Linked DNA regions of Zea mays: region 1 is linked to region 2. The links are chromatin contacts, called in public Hi-C maps. All regions are on one chromosome and are shown on one strand. Each heading gives the region's core, a stretch centred on a gene start, on an enhancer-like site or on the middle of the called end of the contact. The rest is flanking DNA. Distances are from core to core; before and after follow the strand shown.

Region 1 (2,700 bases), core at 152-2,651, 130 kb after region 2:
GGGGGTCACGGGCGTGACATTTTATACCCATGCGAGGGGGAGATGCCCCGGTGCACAAGGCCACACGATTCTCGGTTTGTTACGCGTGCACGCCGGAGTTTGCTGTGACTCGGTAAAAGCGAAGGTTCTGGAGAATGGGACCCACCTGGCGGGGACAGCGCCGCGCGGAGGCGACGCGAGCAGCTGGCCAGTGCCCCCCGATCGTCAGCGACGTGGGTGTGCGGTCGGAAAAGAGAAAAAAGAAGGGACCGAAGTGGGCCGTGCAGTGAAGGAAGAGAATGGGCTGCCACTGCAGATAAATGGAAGTGGGCGAGGGCGGGGGAGGGAGTCAGCCCAATATCATCTTATTCTTTTCCCTTTCTTTTCTGGCTCCTTTTCTATTTAAATTCCTATTTTAAATTTCTAAATTCAAATTGTATTCAAATCTGAGTTTTAAATTTCAATTAAATTAGATGCACATTCGAAGCATGATGCGAAGTTATATATTTTATTTATATATTAACTGATTATTAATTAGGCAAATGCAACATACACATTATTCATTTCAAGAGTATATTTTGAATGTATTAAAGAATCATATTCAACCCATAATTGTTTTAATGGAGTTTAATCCCTATCAAGGAATTTCTATAAAAATCATATTCATCCCATATTGTATTAAGAGATAGTTTAACTTAATTATTTTAGGGAACATATCTTAAATATATAGTTTAAGAAAGGGTCATTTAATTCAAATAAGAATCTTTTATATAATGTTATTTGAAAACACATTTATTTAGATCACAAAATGAGTTTTCCTACTTTACCCAAAGTAGGATTATGGGGTGTTTATCTGCAACATCCTATGCTCTTCGAAACATTGTTGTTGACAACCTCTCCAAGCATTTACCATTTATTTTGGATCAAGTTGACAATCACCAGAAGAAGCAATATTTGTTGCTCCATTCACTTAAAGAGTTTTATTTCTATTTGAAATTTGATCTTAAAAAGCATTCCCCATCTAACTGCTAGCGTGACAATCTGTTGATCATACTAGCCAGAGTGAGGTACATGATTCAAATGTTGATTGGCTTTGCTCTTCAATCCCTGTGAAAGCGAGGAGTGACACGAAAACATGATAATTTAATGGTGAGGGGCATGTTGGTCTTTCCATCCTAGCTGGTATGTATAATCTTGTCAAATTTGTAGAAGTCAGTGAAGAAATCAAAGACATCTGCGTCATTTTGACGAAGCCAATCGAACCAATTCGTTTTGAGTCCTAAATAATAAAAAAAATCTCCCTTTCCTACGATCGTCTTGTGTTTTCCACTTTCGGGGGTAAACTTGTCATTTTTCGTATCCTGTTTCTGGGAATCATTCCAGGATTTGATACCCCGCGGGTCACGTTTCCGCAAAGGGAAAGCCTCAAAAGGCGACGCGCAAGGGCCGAGGAGAGAAAGGAACCTGAGGAAGGCACACCAGTTTCAAGCAATCCCTAGGCCGTGGCGACGTGCTGGGAAGGATTCAAATCAGGGGCGAAGCCTAGGTGACGGCGCTGTTAGTCGCCTCTAGTAGCTGCGCGACGCGGGCTGGCTTGTCCGATCGGTTTGCCTCGGCCATGTCGACTAAGAAGTAATTTTTCTCTCTTCGGTTTGAATTCGATCCTCTTCTTAGCTGCGTGCGATTTGGAGGCCGGACTGGATCGATGTTAGCGTGCGGTTAAGCCGCGTTGGGGTCTTGGATGGATGAATGTAGTGGTGAGCATTGTATTGAGGCTGACTGAGCTTCCTCTAGGCCTTAGGGTTAGGGTTCGTGATGGTCGCAGCTGATAAAAATTCGTATCTAGTTGGGTGTTTATTTGGGATTAAGTTGGAAGCTAGCTCAATCTGACGTGCTGCTTATGTACCTTCGCTTAAGTACCTGGGTGATGTAAGTTTGATGCAATGCCAGATTTAGGTAGTGGGAGTGTTCTGAGCGTTATGAATGAAGCATGAGCCATTTGGTTGTGTGCCTTGCTGATGCTTGTTAGTTGGGAAGATGGGCTGCATTTGTTTTAGCATTTGGTCTGATCATATTTTGTTTGTGGATCAAGCAGTGGTGTTGATTTAGGGTATGACGCCTATTACCATATATTATTTCATTGTATTGAATTGAATCCAAATAGATCATTCTCGTTTAGTTCCCTATGTTGCTTATTTGATTCTGTAATTGCCTGGCTACACTGCGGGTGATGGATGCGGTTTCCTAGCAGTAACTGAAAAATCAGTTAATATTTACTCTAAACAAATTGGCAAAGGAAAATTTTGATGTTTATCTGTGGAAAGGTGGAAGCAGAGCACTTATTTTCCTATATGTACTGAGAGTAGTTAGCAAAGGTAGGTCATCTTTTACTGTTATGATAATTCAAACTTGTACATGGTTGTCATGGTGCCACGGCGAGTCTCCAGCCGGGCTCCTAGACGCCTAGGCATCCTGTCTAGCAGCAGCCAACAAATATGCAAGTATGCAAATGCAACATATATGAATATATATGATATATCAAATAATACCAAATAAAATATAGTTCCAGCAGACAGCAAGTAGCAAGCAGCTATATGAGTGTGAATAACTGATAAATATGGGCATAGGACATACTGCCCTAAGTCCCCTAAGGGCTAAGGCCTTAGGCCTAATCCCCTAATCAATATCTAAGTTAATCACATTTATGCCGTCCACATCCTC
Region 2 (2,700 bases), core at 172-2,671:
TAATTAATAAAAATATGTGTAGTATAAGTATCAGAAACAACAATAATAACACAGTACAATAACATCACTAATCTATTGATTGCTATTGTAAAAAAAATATATTGTGTTTATAAACAACACTCAGTACCTATATAAAAATGAACATATTGTAACAAATATGCAATTGAAAAAATTGGAAGGCATTATCGGATACTACATATAATGAGGCGATTCAATTAATTTCGAATCAATTGAAGGGATGTAGAAGGGGCGGGGCGAACCTGATGGACATTAGTGACTGAACTATGTAAAAGAATGGGGGGAACTCGAAAGAATGAGAGGGGAAACGAACCAGGGAAGGAGAACGACGGCGGTGAATCGATGAACAGCGGAGATTACGGCGGTGGAAGAGGTGGGGGGGGTCGTCGATGGCGATCGCAGGAGCGAATGACAGCGACGGGGAGGAACTGATTTTTTTAGGGTTTGTGACTGTTGTCTGTTGTGGGTGGACCCGAGCTGAATTATTAGCTCGGTCGGCCCGCGGGGGAGCGGCGAGGGACTGTGGGTCCACTAGTCAGCGCACAGTCAGGGTGAAGGTTTGGTAACTGCGTGATCATAAGAAGCATAAATAGCTGTGTAAAGTATCGTAAACAGTTTTAAAAAAATAATTAATCAAGCCCCACGCCAAAGTGCGTAATATAATAAATCCCAAAATGATATGTAGTTGTTAACATCGAAGTATACAATCATAAATCTCAAATACTACACCACACCCGACCAAACCGCATCGACGTGTCAATTTATGAAACGGTTGGAGTCATAATATGCAAGTATAAACGCGGCCAACTACAACGCGGGTCGTGACCACTAAGCCGGAATACCCGCGCGGAGCATACGCACACACCGTGTCAGTTACTTGTTTATGCATACGTAATTTGAATGAAACAGATGCATAAATGGTAATGGGGGGTGCGCACGTACGCCCCACCTTCAATCGGTGCATGTGCGCGGTACTCGGACCACCTGCCACGTCGACCCGCGCCCGGCACAACTAAACTGGCAGGGGCTCCCTGCATTAATGGAAGCCCAGGGCTCCTAATACTATAACTATATATATATATATATATATATATTCTCTTGTACGTGTCGTAGCGTTAGGAGGGGCTATGGCCCCTATCGGCCCCCGGCTCCTGACTCCAGAAGTTGATTTATTTTTTTAGGATATAAAGGAGTAACTTCTCGAGTTGGATCTATTCGGGAATCCTGCATGAATTTTTTTCTGAGTTCTATGTTCCTATATTAGTCATAAATATTTTCGAGAAAGTAATGCACTTTTTATTTGCAGAAGTATTTCTCCTCCATCAGTTCTGTAGACCACCACCAACGAATAGTACCCCATATCTGTCTCTCCCACCACCACCCAAACGCCTCGACCCGGACGACCGGAGGCAGATACGTGTGCGACCCTGGACGCGCGAGAAGATCCATCCCTCCACACGGATCTCCTCCTGTCCACCAGGCTACTTAACTGATGAGACGGCACGGCCAAAAGATTCTCGTGGACGTCTCCGGCGCCCAATTGTATAGTAGCCCGCGCGCTCTAGCGAGAAGCTAGCGCGCCATCGCCGCCGGCGTCGTGTCATGGAAATGGTAGAGTGCTCCCTCGTTGCTACACTTGCTCCGCGCCCGCTGCCCGGACAGGTTCGGAAGGCCTTGCCCCGGCCGGCGGCTTTTGGGGCGAGAGCGAGACTCCGGGTGCGGTCCGTGGGCCGAGAGGAGCCTCTGCATCCGCAGCAGACGGCAGTCCGGGCTTCCGGACCGGATCACGGAGGCCGGGCGCTGGGGCAGGCTGCGGTGGGGTTCGCCGCCGCTGCCGTTGTGTCACTAACCGGGTTCTCCGGGGATGTGTCCCCGCTGCCGACGCCGCCTGCCCGGGCCGAGTCGCTCACCGTCGCGTTCCCCGTCTCCAAGGCGCGCGAAGTGAGTTGAGTTCCTGAAGTTTACAATGCCGACGGTGATCGACGACCGCCGCGTTCCCAAGAAAGATGCGGACTTTACACGGTGATTTTGTTTGTTTGGGTTGTTGTCAGGTGAACAGAGTGCAGAGGACGCTGGTGGAGACGTGGGGGCTGATCCGTGAGACCTTTGTTGATCCCACCTTCAACCACCAAGGTACAACTCCAATTTTGGGTGACGGTTCTCTCTAATTAGTGTTTTCAGGTGCTAGCAAATGTTTTCAAGTTGGACGACTTGCTGGTGGTTCTGGCTGACCGACTAGGGTGATTAATCGCGATTAATCACGAATAGTCGGATGACTTGGACGATTAATAGTGATTGGTCCAAACCGACTTGGACGACGCGATTAATCGGACGACTTGAAAACATTGCTAGCTTTGATAGAAATGGAGTGATAGAAGCTAATGTTTGGTTGGTATTGTAACAAGAGTGAAACGGTGGAGGTCACAGCTGTTGCGACACCAAAATCACTATATAAGAAGACAAATGAAATAAGACAAGTTTTTTTCTTCAATGTACTTATTTTGCCAAGTGTCCAGATTGGGATCAGAAACTACAGCAAACCATGGTAGAGATATTTCCACTGAAATCAGCGGATGCTGCCTACAGTAAGATTAGTGGGATGCTGTCCACACTCGGCGACCCATTTACAAGGATCATCAGCCCCAAGGTATGCATGTTTGGGTTGATATTGTCAAGTAATAA

The links. Hi-C and Micro-C count contacts between places; a contact is called where the count stands out from the background.
Region 1: a contact with region 2 is called in a Hi-C map of leaf, with 7 times the contacts expected there. The contact joins the promoter of LOC100382879 here to the promoter of LOC100282363 in region 2. A contact is called at or near these places in 6 of 25 Hi-C or Micro-C datasets (bundle sheath, ear, endosperm and 3 more).

What each region holds. Positions count from the first base shown.
Region 1 is chr9:47,572,527-47,575,226 of Zm-B73-REFERENCE-NAM-5.0, forward strand. It overlaps LOC100382879, which reads left to right and starts at 1,402. Exons shown (of 7, transcript NM_001175570.1): 1 at 1,402-1,611. The coding sequence starts at 1,598. It overlaps LOC103638331 (a long non-coding RNA gene), which reads right to left and starts at 199. Exons shown (of 2, transcript XR_558702.4): 1 at 1-199.
Region 2 is chr9:47,440,412-47,443,111 of Zm-B73-REFERENCE-NAM-5.0, forward strand. It overlaps LOC100282363 (carboxyl-terminal-processing protease), which reads left to right and starts at 1,422. Exons shown (of 12, transcript NM_001155275.2): 1 at 1,422-1,959; 2 at 2,070-2,151; 3 at 2,535-2,665. The coding sequence starts at 1,621.